Regions from separate parts of the Mus musculus genome. Here all the other regions are linked to region 2. The links are chromatin contacts, called in public HiChIP or PLAC-seq maps. All regions are on one chromosome and are shown on one strand. The core of a region is the stretch at or near the end of the contact, and the rest is flanking DNA. Distances in the headings are between cores, read along the strand shown. Region 1 has its middle 15 kb from the start of Gm14486. Region 2 has its middle 7.1 kb from the start of Gm14487. Region 3 overlaps Gm39783 (a long non-coding RNA gene). Region 4 has its middle 18 kb from the start of Gm39783. Region 5 overlaps Gm14488 (a long non-coding RNA gene).

What was found. HiChIP or PLAC-seq counts read pairs in DNA pulled down with a chosen protein or histone mark.
Region 1: a FOXA1 HiChIP or PLAC-seq map of pancreatic cancer cells shows a contact between it and region 2. The contact joins two enhancer-like sites. A contact is called at or near these places in 1 of 484 Hi-C or Micro-C datasets (trophoblast stem cells), 8 of 115 datasets of contacts at active chromatin or transcription factors (bone marrow-derived macrophages, a colorectal cancer cell line, embryonic basal ganglia and 5 more) and 1 of 9 other capture datasets (embryonic stem cells).
Region 3: an HNF4G HiChIP or PLAC-seq map of pancreatic cancer cells shows a contact between it and region 2. The contact joins two enhancer-like sites. A contact is called at or near these places in 3 of 39 promoter capture datasets (the HPC-7 cell line, second pharyngeal arch cranial neural crest and trophoblast stem cells), 1 of 15 datasets of contacts at CTCF or cohesin (large pre-B cells), 6 of 484 Hi-C or Micro-C datasets (the HL-1 cell line, the N1E-115 cell line, bone marrow-derived macrophages and 3 more), 14 of 115 datasets of contacts at active chromatin or transcription factors (bone marrow-derived macrophages, craniofacial prominence, embryonic basal ganglia and 9 more) and 3 of 9 other capture datasets (adipose tissue, liver and pancreatic islet).
Region 4: a contact with region 2 is called in a FOXA1 HiChIP or PLAC-seq map of pancreatic cancer cells. The contact joins two enhancer-like sites. A contact is called at or near these places in 1 of 484 Hi-C or Micro-C datasets (bone marrow-derived macrophages) and 8 of 115 datasets of contacts at active chromatin or transcription factors (bone marrow-derived macrophages, double positive thymocytes, embryonic basal ganglia and 2 more).
Region 5: a FOXA1 HiChIP or PLAC-seq map of pancreatic cancer cells shows a contact between it and region 2. The contact joins two enhancer-like sites. A contact is called at or near these places in 5 of 39 promoter capture datasets (the C10 cell line, cranial neural crest, frontonasal cranial neural crest and 2 more), 3 of 484 Hi-C or Micro-C datasets (bone marrow-derived macrophages, embryonic fibroblasts and nephron progenitors), 9 of 115 datasets of contacts at active chromatin or transcription factors (SST interneurons, bone marrow-derived macrophages, a colorectal cancer cell line and 5 more) and 1 of 9 other capture datasets (embryonic stem cells).

Annotation. Positions count from the first base shown.
Region 1 is chr2:30,692,068-30,694,767 of GRCm38.p6, reverse strand. No RefSeq gene overlaps it. Among named protein-coding and RNA genes, the nearest start is that of Gm14486, 15 kb to the right of the region's middle. Within about 2 kb of position 1,332, at least 344 of the 459 cell types and tissues checked have an H3K27ac peak or open chromatin away from gene starts, as enhancers often do. A contact at or near this core is called in a colorectal cancer cell line and pancreatic cancer cells, where this site is marked.
Region 2 is chr2:30,526,305-30,529,004 of GRCm38.p6, reverse strand. No RefSeq gene overlaps it. Among named protein-coding and RNA genes, the nearest start is that of Gm14487, 7.1 kb to the left of the region's middle. Within about 2 kb of position 1,349, at least 28 of the 459 cell types and tissues checked have an H3K27ac peak or open chromatin away from gene starts, as enhancers often do. A contact at or near this core is called in the N1E-115 cell line, a colorectal cancer cell line, embryonic fibroblasts and 1 more, where this site is marked.
Region 3 is chr2:30,782,199-30,784,898 of GRCm38.p6, reverse strand. It overlaps Gm39783 (a long non-coding RNA gene), which reads right to left. Exons shown (of 4, transcript XR_001783261.2): 4 at 1,281-1,865. It overlaps Gm39784 (a long non-coding RNA gene), which reads left to right. Exons shown (of 3, transcript XR_866114.2): 3 at 1-1,238. Among named protein-coding and RNA genes, the nearest start is that of Gm39784, 3.7 kb to the left of the region's middle. Within about 2 kb of position 1,373, at least 102 of the 459 cell types and tissues checked have an H3K27ac peak or open chromatin away from gene starts, as enhancers often do. A contact at or near this core is called in the N1E-115 cell line, embryonic fibroblasts and pancreatic cancer cells, where this site is marked.
Region 4 is chr2:30,752,085-30,754,784 of GRCm38.p6, reverse strand. No RefSeq gene overlaps it. Among named protein-coding and RNA genes, the nearest start is that of Gm39783, 18 kb to the left of the region's middle. Within about 2 kb of position 1,409, at least 109 of the 459 cell types and tissues checked have an H3K27ac peak or open chromatin away from gene starts, as enhancers often do. A contact at or near this core is called in pancreatic cancer cells, where this site is marked.
Region 5 is chr2:30,710,935-30,713,634 of GRCm38.p6, reverse strand. Gm14488 (a long non-coding RNA gene) reads left to right here. Exons shown (of 4, transcript XR_866106.3): 4 at 221-488. Among named protein-coding and RNA genes, the nearest start is that of Gm14488, 8.9 kb to the left of the region's middle. Within about 2 kb of position 1,389, at least 343 of the 459 cell types and tissues checked have an H3K27ac peak or open chromatin away from gene starts, as enhancers often do. A contact at or near this core is called in a colorectal cancer cell line, embryonic fibroblasts and pancreatic cancer cells, where this site is marked.

The DNA of each region.
Region 1 (2,700 bases), core at 83-2,582, 170 kb before region 2:
GACCAGCAAGCAGCATCCCTGAGAGCAGGGTAGCACAAACTCAGGCAAACCATACTCAAGGGTGCTAGAGTCATACAGGGGCCACAGGATATCCTGCAATGTTCCCCTCACTGATCCCACCCTGGCCACTGGACCTTTGCACGTGCTAGGGCCTCTCTTCCCTGTGTGACTGTACAAGTAGGGACCTGTGCGGCTGGAACCTCTATTTTCCTTTGTTCACCCAGGAAGCAATCAGCCTGGCCCAGTGGGATTCCCGAGCCCCTCTGTAGTCCTTCTCAGGCCCCCAGCACCCTCAGAACTGCACTCTGCTTTCATAGATCAGGTAGCATTTTCTAGAGTGTTGGAGAAATCTGAGCAAGCAGGCTATGCTCTCTCATGCTCCGCAGCTTCTGGAGTGGTGGGCACACCTTGGGCTGCTTCCGGGATTTGTGTTGTATCAATAGTGGCGCCCTGAGCATCCATGACCCTTCTTTGTACGGACATTGGTTTTCCTATCTCTGACACACTTACCTAGGAGTGGAATGATTGGGGTAAATAACTGTGTATTCTAATTTTTAGGTGTGATGCTGGATTTGAACCCAGGGCTCCCTCTAATTCTAGGCAAATGCTCTACCTCTGACAATACACCTCCCAGCCATAGTTTAACATTTGAAAAAGATGTCAACCGGTTCCTAAAGTGGCCTGGTCACTTCCCCAGGCTGTGTGTGTGTGTGTGTGTGTGTGTGTGTATGTGGTGGAGGTGGAGGTGACAGGCTGGGGATTGGATCCTCTTCCCTTCCTGTCAAGGCTGGACCCCTGCTAACCCAGTCTCTTCTAACCTTGCTCATCTGGCTGCTAGCTGGAGAGGAGCCAAGGACAGCAGGGGTCTGGCTTTCTCCAGCAATCCAGCCGAGTCTTCTAGGCTCTCAGGGCTTAGAGAGAGGTTCAGGCTCGCTCACGGTGGGTCTTTAAGCCAGCCCCTGTGCACCTGTCTCCTGCTGGGTCTCCCTGGTAATAACAAAGGCTGAGGGGGATGGACAGGGTGTTGGGGTCTCCTTGGACACCTGGCTAAAGCTGGTGTGGGGTGGGTGGGCGCACGCAGGGGGAGGCAGCTGCTCTCACGCGGCTGGGAGAGAAGAAAGGAGGCGCTGGCAGAACCCAGGCGGAGGGCGGATACCTACACCGAGCCGGGGGAACCGAGACTAGGAGCAGAAACTCTCTCCTAGCAGTCCCGGGAGGGGCGCGGGCTCCTCATTAAAACCGCAACCCGGAGCCGGGCCGCAGCGCGCAGAACCGGGCTGCAGGCGGCCTCCCGCGCACCGGGGCCCGCGCCGGCTCCAGCCGCCCGCGGCCGACCTCGCGCGTCCTCAAAGCCAGCCTGTCCCACTTCCCCCGCCGGTTGCTACAGCAACTGAGCTCTGAGTAATCAGCTGCACCGTGACCTTTCTTCCCCGGGAGAGAGAGAGAGAGGGAGGGAGGGAGGGAGAGAAAGAGAGAAAGAGGGAGGGAGGGGAGGAGGGAGTTGGAGGGAGGATGGAGAGAGGGAGAGGAGGGATGAGAGAAAATGGAGGGGGGAGGGATGAGAGAGGATGGAGGGAGGATGGAGAGAAGGAGAGGGAGGAGGGAGGAGAGGATGGAGGGAGGAGGAAGGATGTTGGAGAGAAGTGGAGAGGAGGGAGGGAGGGAGGCAAGCAAGGAGGGAGGGAGGAGTCGGAGAGGCTGAGCGGCTGGTCAGAGCTGTAAAGACACCGCAGCTGGGGTCTGGGGCCGTGTGGGGAGGGGCTGGCAGCCAGAAGGCAGGAGAGAGGAGGGGAGGGAACTGGCAGCGCCGTGTTGGAGGAGGGGGAGCCGGGAACCGACCTGGACAGATTCCTGCCCCTCCTCATCCTCCCCCAGGGGAGGTGAGGGAGCTGAGAAAGACTGGCAGGACCCCTTTCCTACAGACCTGACCTCCCTCCCATTCCCCAGATAAGACAACCGAGGCGAAGGCACCCGGCCCCTCACTGCAGGGAGCTGACCGAAGGGTTGGGGGTGGAGTCCTAAGAGCTCTCAGCACCCCACTTCCACCTGCCCTCTGGCCTCAGTTTCTCTGGTGGTGGAGTGTGGCTCCCCAGGGCACAGAGCTGGCTGCCTAGCCTCACCCAGGTAGAGAGAACCCGACAGCCTTTCACACCAGATATTGACTTGAATTCTCTGAAGGCAGCTGGAGGGAAGATGTGAAGGCTGGGGCTGAAGCGTTGGAGAAGGGGTGGACAGTCATAGCGGCCACGGAGGTCTGGAGAGCCAGGGACAGGACACAGCCACGACTCTCTCAGACATGGCAGGAAATCTTCCCTGGTCCCCAGAACTCATCTCCACTCCTCCTCGGCATGCTGCCCTGGGGTTGGTGCCAGCACCAGGCCTGTCACCCACAGGCCCTGGGGACCTGCCAGCCGCCTGTTTACCAGACACGCCAGCCCCCAGTCACAGCCGGGCCTCGGAGAAGGGAGTGGGGGAGGGATGACAGATGGCGGAGGTGCCTTTCTAACCAGAGTCGGAGACAGTTGAGGAACAAGAGAAAGCCCTCAACCCCAGAATCCCCCAGTCCCCACTATGTACAGGAACACAGGAACACCCTGGCCAACCTCAGATCAAAATGGCTCCAGACCTAATAGCCTGTCATTTGTACTGACAGCTCAATCACCCTTGTGGCAGCTTCCTGAGGGAAGAGGTCTCCAGCAA
Region 2 (2,700 bases), core at 100-2,599:
TGAGTGCATGTGTGTATATGTATGTGTGAATGTGTATATGTGTATATATGTATATGTGAGTGTGTGTGAGTGTATTGTGTGTATATATGTGTGTGTGAGTGTGTGTGTGTACCAAGGCATGCACATAGAGGTCAGAGGTCCACTTGCTGTGAGAGTCAGCTCTCTCTTTCACTGTGTGGGTCCCAGGGATTGAACTACTGTCATCAGACCCCCTGATAAGCCTCCTCTACTTTTTGTTTTGTTTTTGAGGCAGGATGTCACTCCATAATGATATCGACCTAAACCGGCCTTGAACACACAGCAATCTTCCTAGCACAGCCTTCCCAGCACAGGGACAACAGGTATGAGCTACTGCACCTGGCCAAAGGTTTTCAAAGAAATAAATCCAATAAAAGGCAAGTTTGTACGATCACCTGTGAACACAAAGCAACAAGAAACAGCCAGGTGTGGTGACTCAAGAGTCTGCGGCAGAAAGATTGTGAGTTCAGGGCCAGCCTGAGCTACATAACAAGTTCCTGCCTCAGAGTGTGTATATATTAATTTTAAAAATGCTATAAGACAATATAGCAAGTTCATAAAAGAACAGAGTAGAGGTGTCCTGGAGAGATGTTTGGTGCTGATGAGCACTAGTCAGTGCTCCTGCAAAGGACCCAGAATCAGTTCCTAGGCCCCTCACAGTGGCTCACAACCTTCTGTACCTCCAGTCCTAGGGGATCTAACACACTCTTCTGTCCACAGGGACCAGGCACACACACACACAGTGAACAGACAGACAGGCAGACATGCAAGTCAAAACAGTCATACAATAAAAGCAAATAAAGACACAAAATTAAAAGATAAATAAGACCAGAAGTGCTGGACGTGATTGTGACAATGACTGTGACAATGACTGCGAGGAGATGCAGAGGTCAAGGATGTGGCTCAGTGGTAGAGCAGCAGCCTAGCACATACAGGTAGTTGCATTTGCTCTCCAGCGATATGATAAGCCAGTACGTAAATAAACTAAAGCCCTGAGATTTTATTTCTGACTCATTGCTGATGGTGCTGTACACATCTGAATTTTGGTGTCTTGCCATTAAACCAAAGAGCTGCAAGTTTGCGATATCAGTTCTTTGTGGATTGTTCACTCGCTTGTGTTCCATCTGCCTTTAGGGACCCCACATCCAGAGCTACACAACATGGCCACTTAAGAACTCAGAGACCTCCTCCTTTCAGGAGTTAAGAGCCCCTAGGGCTCCCTGCAGTCTTTGAAATTGGAGAACGAAAGCTTTGGGGACCATGGGCTCAGCCACATCAATGGAGCTCCTTCCTGTGGCATCGTGGGTCGTGCTCCCTGTGACTCACATCCTCCTCCTCCCTCCATCTCCTCTCTGAGTAATAAGCAATTAAAACAAGGGATGAAAAGACAATCTAGGGATGGTGGGAGAATGGATTCAATTCAGCCAAAGAAAGAATTAGATTAAAAGAAGATAGGTCAGAAGGAAATATCCAGGTCCAGCAATATGGCTTGCCACCAAGCACGGACGCCTGAGTTTGATCCATGAAACCCACGTGGTGAAGGAGAGAACTGATTGCCAGCTGTCCTTTGACCTCCCCATGTACCCGAGGCATGTGAAAATGCTTCAAGTGTTTATGAGCTGAAGAGATGGCTCAGCTCTTCAGCACTTGCTGCTCTTGCGGAAGACTCAGGTTAGGTTCCCAGCACCGACCCGGCAGCTCACAATCATCTGTAATTCCAGCCTCCTCCGATCTCTGAGAGCACCAGGCACACACACGGTAGACACATATACATACATTCAGATAAAACACTCATACACATAAAATAAACCTCTAAAATAAACATCTAAGACAAAACATCCAAAATGCATTTCAGAGAAGCATAAAATGGAGAGATTGGGGGAAAAAACAGACTAAAAAAAGATAGGGTTTAATTGAATCTCAGAGAGAAGGGAAGTAGACAGAAACAATGTTTAAAGATGATTCTTGCCTCATGGTAGTGGTGCACACCTGTAATCCCAGCACTCGGAAGGCAGAGGCAGGCAGATCTCTGTGAGTTCGAGGCCAGCCTGGTCTACAGTGCTAGTTTCAGGACAGCCAGAGCTACACAAAGAAGTCCTGTCTCGATAAACCGGGGGAGGGGGGGGAGGTGATTCTATGGGCTGTGGGTATGACTTGTGGATAGAGCCCTTGCCTACCATGTATGAGATCCTGGGCTCTATCCCCAAACCACATAGACTGAGATGGTAGCTTAGCCAGCCAATGAGTCTCTAGAACTGATGGATGCCAACAAGCCACAGGTTGAAGAGAAATGAAAATAATCCAGACCTCAGTCTGCCACACAGAGGCTGCCCCGAGCATCATGGGTAAGCAGGCCACAATCCTGTGAACAGACAGTAGCCACAGCAGCTCCAGGGCAAGCAGACATCACAGAACCCAGAGGCCTGGAGCCATGGAAAGAACAGCCCTTCCAACTGGATGGTCACTACTAAGAAAGCCCCTGGCTAGAGCCGGGGGCAGAAGCTCCAGCCTGAACACCATGACAGCAGCCTGGTGTCAACAGGGGTCACTGGAGGACAGCAAGGTTGGGATGTGAGCCTCTGAAGGGTACAGCCAGGCACACTCACTGTGGACTCCTGGGGAGCCCTAAAAGGCCAGGCTTGGTTGTCACAAGCTCCCAGTGTGGTAGCTCAGAGAGTATGA
Region 3 (2,700 bases), core at 124-2,623, 260 kb before region 2:
CCCAGAGCGGCCTCCCGGGGAGTCGGCTCCCAGCCGGGATGAAAGGGAGCCCGGCGAAGCCACCTCCCCAAGGCCCACCCGCCCCTTCCGCAACCGGATCCCGCGGCGGCCGCTTTGATGTCCCAGCCCTCGCTGGGGAGGGCGGCCCGGGGGACTCCCAGGCCGACTTGAAAGGGTGAGCCGCGCAGCCGGGTCTTCCCAGGACCGTGGGGTTGGGAGAAGGATTGGGGGGTGGGGGCAGAGAAGGATCGCTCCCAACAACACGTCCTTCCTGGGAGCCCAAGGGCGCTCCAGGACCCTTGGTCGCAACGTTCAAGGCTTTGCAGGGACGCTCCGCCTCTGACACCTCTGTGAACTCCAGACAAGGGGACTGTGGCTGTTCAAGCAGGCCCATCTAGCGTTTGCTGTTCCCAGAGCGGAAACTCCCATTTGGTTCCTCTGGCGGCCAAGCTCTCTTTGGGGCCCTTGCTGAATCCACTTCCCCAAGGGCTTGGGCTCCAGGAAGCCAAGGGAGCCCACCGGACATGTTTCACGGCATGTATTGGGGTGGGGTGGGAGCCCATGGATAAACCCAGGCCAGCCTGGGGTTTCAAGTCCCTCCTAGGAACCACTGTTCTGATTTGTCAGTGGTGTCACACGGACTGGCTACGTCTGTGATCACCCAAGGATGAGTGAGGCATCGGACGAACAAACAAGACTGTCACCCTCTCTCCTGCACACAGCTTTCTTGCTAACTTTGTGGCCAGCCTCATACACATCCTTCGGTGCCCCATCAGAACGTTCCCTCCTTTGGAGACAGACCTCTGGCCCTTTGCATAGATAGGTTCAATCCTTTGAAGCCCTTTCTTTCTTGATTTGATGGTAACTGGTCCTCGGCTCTCCCCAACTACACTAGGGGCTGCAGGGAAAGTAGAAGCTATGAGGGTCTCAAATCTAAAATGCATGTACCCACAATCCCTTTCTGCCTCCCCCCCCCCACTTCCTTTGAACCCAGGACCTTGCACATGTAGGCGAATGCTGTATGACCCAGCTACATCCCTGCCCACCTTTCCTACTTTCTTTTTTTTTTTTTAAGTATTTTTTCTTTTGTATTGTTTTGAGGCAGGGTCTCAAGGCAGCTACAGAGACATTGACTCAAAACTAAACCAAACGAAATCCTATAGCTTTTAACCACACAGTACACAATGGTTGCTCCTGCTCCAGACTCCAGCTTCTCGTTCTTGTCAAGAAAAGAGATATCGGACAGGGGGATGGGACTGGGTCGGGGGGGGGGGGGGGGTCGCGCGCGCGCGCGCCTGTGTGTGTGTGTGTGTGTGTGCTCTACCCTCTGCTTTTACAGAAAACTTCTGCTGACATCCCATTGGCCAGCGTTTGGTCACATGACTAAGGAAACTGGGAAATGTAGTCTCCAAACCACGCAGCCAGCAACCCAGCAAAAGCTGAGGACTGCTTTTCTTTGGGAAAAGCAGCAGACCTAGAGGCCCAGCCTGCCTCAGCCCTGTCCTCGGGCTGTGTGAAGAATGTAGTCACTGCCTTGCTGGGGATGGAAAGGAATTCTGCCCCAGCCGCTGCCCTGGATGGCCTGCTTCAGCTCCTTAGTCCTCCTCTGACCCTCAGGGGTGGGGGAGAGGAGCATTTGGTCCCACCACCTGCCCACAACCAACCAGCCCATAATAAGTATGGAGCCGGGCATCCTCCAGGCGGCCTGGTTCCAGAGCTTTAGCATCGCAGCCCTCTGTAGGTGGGAAATGGGTGGCAGTTCCACTGGTTTGCTTTGGTTCCACGGGGCTGAGAACTGGACCAGGAACAAGTGGCGTGGCTTCCTTCTGCAGTGTGGGCTGGCCCAGGTCCAGCCTGACCTAAAACTTAAGAGGGGACAGCTCTTGGATGGGTCCTGTGCTGAACCAAGAGGGAGGGGCAGTTGGGGTGGAAGGCTCTAGAACATTAGTGTCAGGGGTATAGCCCTGTAGTGTGGGGATAACCCAAAAGACCCCTGTGTTATCTGATCTTGTCTGCTCCCAAGAGACCCATGACTACAGCCTGCATGTCTGGAACTCTGTGACTGGCCTTTCCCTGGGTGGCTCTGCCAAGGGTCTTTCTAGGGACAAATTTTCCTATTTAATCTGGATTTGGTGCCACGAGGACCTGACTTTCAGCTTGTAGAGCTAGCTTTCAGGGAGAGAGCTTTGGCCCCCATGTAAGGATGTAAGGAACATGGTAAAAAAAAAAATGCCCTTTAGACATGTAAAAACAGCTTAGTCAGGATCCCCAGTACACACAAGGCTGCTGAAGCTGAGAACCGGAACCTAGTGACATCACTCTCTCAGGATAACCAGCCACAGTCCTAGAGCCCCATGATGCCAACTGTGCTCTGCTCTGCACATCTGGAGAGATGACACCTTGATCTGCCCTGCGGCTGGACAGTCTCCCCCAGGATCCTGACCCTTGACTCAGAGACTTCTGTTAGAGAATAGACCTGATATTCAGCTAAGATCTGTCACATGGGTGAGCAGCCCTGGGGAGATTCAAGAGGGAACAGATCTTGGATGGGCTCAGGACCATACTTAGAAAAAAAAAATTTTTTTTTTTTTGAGACAGGGTTTCTCTGTATAGCCCTGGAACTCACTTTGTAGACCAGGCTGGCCTCGAACTCAGAAATCCGCCTGCCTCTGCCTCTCAAGTGCTGGGATTAAAGGCGTG
Region 4 (2,700 bases), core at 160-2,659, 230 kb before region 2:
CGTATAATCCTTTGAGTGAGGTGTGGTGAAGTGGTAGACTCCAGTCCCACAATCCCAGCTGGGACGCGACCTCTTTTTCCCTTCCCTCAATCTCTGTCTCAGAGACTGTGTGTCTGTTTCTGTGCTGTTCCTGAACACACACACACACACACACACACACACACACACACACACACACTTGATGTGCTAACTAGGAGCTAACAGGCTCTGGGCTTCACTCTTGGTCCTGAAAGGAGCTTGGGATGAACCAGGCTGATGCCCCTGTCCTAGGTGGAGCCTGGGCCCCAGGGCATAGAGCAGAGACTGCAGTGAGGAGATGGGAACTAAACTCCCCACTGGGTTAAACTAGACTTTTCTGCTTCCTGGCTTGACTCTTTAGGCTGGTGATACTCGAACCCCAGTGTGCCCAGCTGTCAAACGGGGAAGAGAAGAGCGGTAAGAGCCGAAGGGGGCCAGGAGGATCACTAATTGCAGGCCTAGCCTGGTCTGTGTAGGAGGAAGATCCTATCTGTGGATGTAGCTCAGTTGGTAGAGGGCTAGCCTGGCATACAGGCCTACTAAATTCAACCCCCAGCACCACATAAAACCAAACACAGTGGCTCTTGCATATAGTCCCAGCACTCAGGTCGAGGGGGCAGAGAATCAGGAGTTCAGGGTCATCATCAGCTACTTAGGGGACTTGGGGTAGGTTTGAGCTATACAACCCATTGCTTCAACAGCAAAGCAAAATAGGGCTGACAAGGTGGCTCAGTGGTTAAGAGCAGGAACTCCTGATATTCCAGGGGACCTGAGTTCAAGTCCAAGACCTGCACTGGGTGGCTCTAGCCACCTGTAACCCCAACTCAGGGAAATGTAACAGCCCTGGGCTCTGTGAGCTTGAGGTCGGCCTGATCTATATAGCAGTGCCAGGCCAGCCAAGGCTACACAGCAAGACTTTGTCTCAAAATAAATAAATAAATAAATAAATAGCTTTTAAAAACAAAAACCCCAGGGGGGGCTGGGAAGCGGTGAGGAGGTAGGTCTGGGAGAGATTGGCACTGTGGCATGTGCTTGGTGGGGAAAGTTTGGTTGAAAATGAAGTTGGCACTGAATTCTGGCTCTGTACGGCAAGAGCTTCAACCAGAAACCAGATTCTGAGGGCAGGTAATGAGGCCGGCAGGGCTGGTTAGTGTGTCTGGACACTCCACCTTCGCTGTAGCCGCGCAGCCCGGCTTCCCTAAGGACACAGGATTCCATTAAGGCAAGGTCTAGACTGCAGGTCTCCTTTTGCTGTGCTGGTCAGGCTGCGGGTTCCTGCGAGACACCGCCCTCCGGGGCTGGCTGGAACTCGACGTTCCCACCCAGCAGAGCAGGAGGCACTCGCTGGAGAGCTGGCCTTTCGGAGCCCAGGGGAGGAGGGCGCCTCCAGAGATGAGTCAGGCCCTCGAAGAGATCCAGCCCCACCCCCAGGCTCCTGGGCCTCTCAAAAGGCCCTGCAGTGCCCAGGATCGACGGAGCAAGGGATAGGGAACAGGCTGTTCTGACTCTGCCCTCGCCACACTTCCTCCCTGGGGCTTCGAGGTTTGGTCCAGAATCAGAGGCCCTCTCACTGCCTCGCACGGGGGCTCCATCCTGAATTAGTTCAACATAGACAGCAATGATGGCTCTGAGCAACCCCAGCCTTCAAGGCGCACCCTCCCCAGCCCACCCTCGTTTTGCCTTCTGAGCCAGTCCCAGGTCCTTTATTGAAAAAAAAAATTAATTAAAAAAAAAACAGATATATTTATTTTATGTATATGAGTACATTGTCGCTGTCTTCAGACACACCAGAAGAGGGCACCAGATCCCATTACAGATGGTTGTGAGCCACCATGTGGTTGCTGGAAATTAAACTCAGGACCTCAGGAAGAGCAACCGGTGCTCTTAATCAGTGAGCCACCTCACCAGCCAGAAAAAATTACTTTTAAAAATTCTTTGTTTTTTTCGAGACAGGGTTTCTCTGTGTAGCCCTGGCTATCCTAGAACTCAAACTGCAGATCAGGCTGGCCTTGAACTCAGAGATCCATCTGCCTCTGCCTCCCCGGTGCTGGGATTAAAGGTGTGTGCCATCACGCCTGGCTAATTAATTTTATTATATGTCATTTATTGTGTGCATGTGTGTGTAGGTCACAGGACAATTTCTGGAACTTGGTCGCGTTCCACCATGTGGGGCCCAGGCATCATTCAGGTCTCCAAGGCCTTTCTAACTGAGCCATCTCTCTGGCCCTAGTTCTCTTTAACCTTGTGGGGGTGGGGTTTGAACCTGTGACTCCCTCCTGCTCAGTAAGCTCCTTACCACTGAGCTATACATCCATCCTTCTTTGTACTTTTTTATTTCTGAGACAGGACCTCCCAAACTTACCTAGGCTAGCTTTGGTCCCCTCTACAGCCTAAATTGTTCAACTTTTGATCCCCCTGCCTCAGCATCCTAAGTAGCTGGAATTACTTGTGTGTCCCTACAGCCCAGGCTGTAAACCTTTTTCTAGACTAAGAATTGAGGGTCACAGAGACAGATCTCCCTGCCAGGTAACCTTTACCTGGGGAATGGGAGATGTCCCACCAGTCCCGAGGCCATCATGATCTGAAGTCTAGCCTGGGAACTCTCTATAGCCAGTAAAGATATGTTGAGGGTGAGGGGCCACTCCGGCTGCCAGACTGCCTCTCACATCTAAGTTTCCAAGA
Region 5 (2,700 bases), core at 140-2,639, 180 kb before region 2:
GGAGGTCAGGGGCAGCTGCCTACAAGGTCCACTAGCTTCCACAGTGTGGGCAGGGAGCCCCAGCCACTGCCCAGGTGAGGGGCTTTGCTGCTTCAGGGAAGGATGTTAGGCAGAGGTGAGGAACAGCAGCTGCCCCCCACCCCCACCCCACCCCACCCGCCTCTGAGAAGGACAGCCTAGTTTTAATCTAGTTTTCCCTCTGTATGTTGGGTCCCAACAGGACAAAGCCAAACAGCCCGAGAACCTGCCAACTGGAGGTTCTGGAACACTCTCTGCGTGGTCTTCCCGAGCAAGTCTTCTAGGTTGGAACCTCTGGCAGGAGCAGAGGCCATGACTTGAACCCAGACCTGTCATCGGTAGTGCTCCCAACTGCAGTCATCCCTTAACAGCTGGCCAGGTTCCAGGTCCCTTTCTCCTTCCAGCCTCTGTTTACCCAGCTTGCACAATCAGCTCATAAGTCTACAATTTTTTTCTTTTTTACTCTGAAATTAATGGCCTCTTCTTTAGTTATTATTGAAACCCACACAACCGGCTGACTTCTGACCTCCTGGGGTTGGATAAGCTATCTGCAGGCTCACCCTTGGAGAATCTCCCCTTTCTCAGCAGCCACTGGTTGTCTGTGGCTCCCTTGTCGGGGTGGGACCTCGTGAGACCCCGCCTCCTAGTGTGCTGGTCTGTCAGATGATGGCGTCATCATGAAGGTCTTGTTTAGGTGAGCATACTGTTGAGATTTCATGGGTTCAGCTTCCTTGTCATTCATTCATAGAAAACACAATCCCCCAGTAGAGGCCCTGCTCTCTGGCCCTTACAATCTCTCTGCTCTTCCTCAGTTTCCCCTGAGTGTTAGATTGTAGGAGTCGTGCTGTAGATGTATCAGTTGAGGCTAAGGCACTTATTCTCTAGATTTTGACTGTTTTGTTTGTTTTTGTTTTGAGACAGAGACTCACTGTGCAGCCCTGGCAGGCCTTGAACACACAACTATCCTCTTGCCCCCAGAGAGCTGGAATTAAAAATGCTCCCACCTCAACTAAATTTACACACGCACACACACCCTTTTTCTCTCTGCTTCTTTCTCTGTCTCTTTCCTTCTCCCTCTTTCTCTCTGTCTCTTGAACTCCCAGCAATTCTCCTGCCTCGGGAGTACTGGGTGGGGTCAGAGGCAGGAGACAAGGCACCTCACAAGGCTGTGCAGACTTGTGGAGCATCTGCTATGAAGCAAATCCGGGAGTCAGAGTCCCCCAGGGACAAAAAGGCCCTGCCCAAGGTCAGGCAGCCAGCGTCGCATCTGAACCTAGAACCGCAGGTGCGCGCTCTCCTCTAGCCGCCCCCCCTCGGGGGTGGCATCGTCCCAGCTGTGCGGCCTGGCGGCCCCGGCCCTGACGTCAGGCGCGGCCAGCGGAGCCTGGTTCTGCACAAACACGTCTCGGGCCAGGGCTCCGGGGGCGGCGATGACTCAGGGCCCGAGGCCGCCGGGCGGGAAGCGGAAAGTTTTGAGCCTCTGACATCAGCGGCCGCGCAGGAAGGCGGCTCCGGGAAGGCGGCCTGGCTCGCAGCCCGCCCTAGGGCGCGGGGGTGGAGGGGACCGGGACGCAGGTGTCCCCGGCCCGGCCTCGGCCGTGGAGCCGCTCCACCCGCCCGCGCCGCAGAGCGCTCCGGAGGCACCGCATCCATCCTGCTGCGTCCCTGCATTTTAATTACCGCCGCATTAATATTCATGAGCCGGGACTCGAGGGGGACCGCGGGCTGTCATCTCCTCGCCCGCCCGCGCACCCCCGCGCCCCTCTTCCTCGCTGAGTCGTGGGCTTCATCCCCCGCCACCCTCCCCCGCCCCCACCGCGCGCCAACAGTTGGCGCTCAGCGGAGCAAGGGTGTGAGTGTGCGCAGGAGTGTGAGCTGCCGTGCGGGGAGCTGCAGAGTGTGGGTGTGCCTGTGTGCTGCAGGCGAGTGTGCCTGGCTCTGTGTGGCCCGTGTGTGGTGTGCAGATGTGTCTGTGTGCACCAGCACCTGGACTGTGACCCTGTGTAGAGGTCAGAGTGCTGGGGCATTGTGTCTATACATAGGAGGTAGGGTGCTGGGGCAGTTGTCCATACCCAGGGGCCAAGTGCAATGGAGAATTTCTATAGGGAGACATGTCTGCGTGCATTGCTGATTATACAGTGAGAGCATAACTATGTGCACGCATGTGTGTGCTGTGGACTTGGTATCTGTGTTCATATGTGTGTGTCCTTATACATGGATTTGTGTGCTGTGGGCATGTGTCCATGTACACTGATATGTGTGCTGTTGGCATGTTTCTGTGTACATCAGTGTGCACCGTGGTAGTATGTCCATGTGCACAGTCTGAGTATGTGTTTCTGGGCCTTCCTGACATCTGCATGATCTTGCAGAAGAGCCAAAGCTGCCCAGGTCAGGAGAGCGTGAGTGTGCGCATGTGCAACTGTGTGCATGCGCAACTGTGCCCTTCCGGGAGACTGAGCCTTGTCCACAGTCACCTGGCAGATAGGTCTGTGACACAGTGTGGTCAGAGACCACAGTTGGCCAGCTCAACATCCTGGACAGGTCCTTACCATGAGCTGTCCTACCGGATCTGTGCAGTGTCTGCTGTGGTCTCATTTGCCGATGGAGAAACTGAGGCAGTCAGTCCAGGAAATGTCTGAACTCTGGCCCCTATCTTTAACAGTACCCCCACGGTGCCACCAT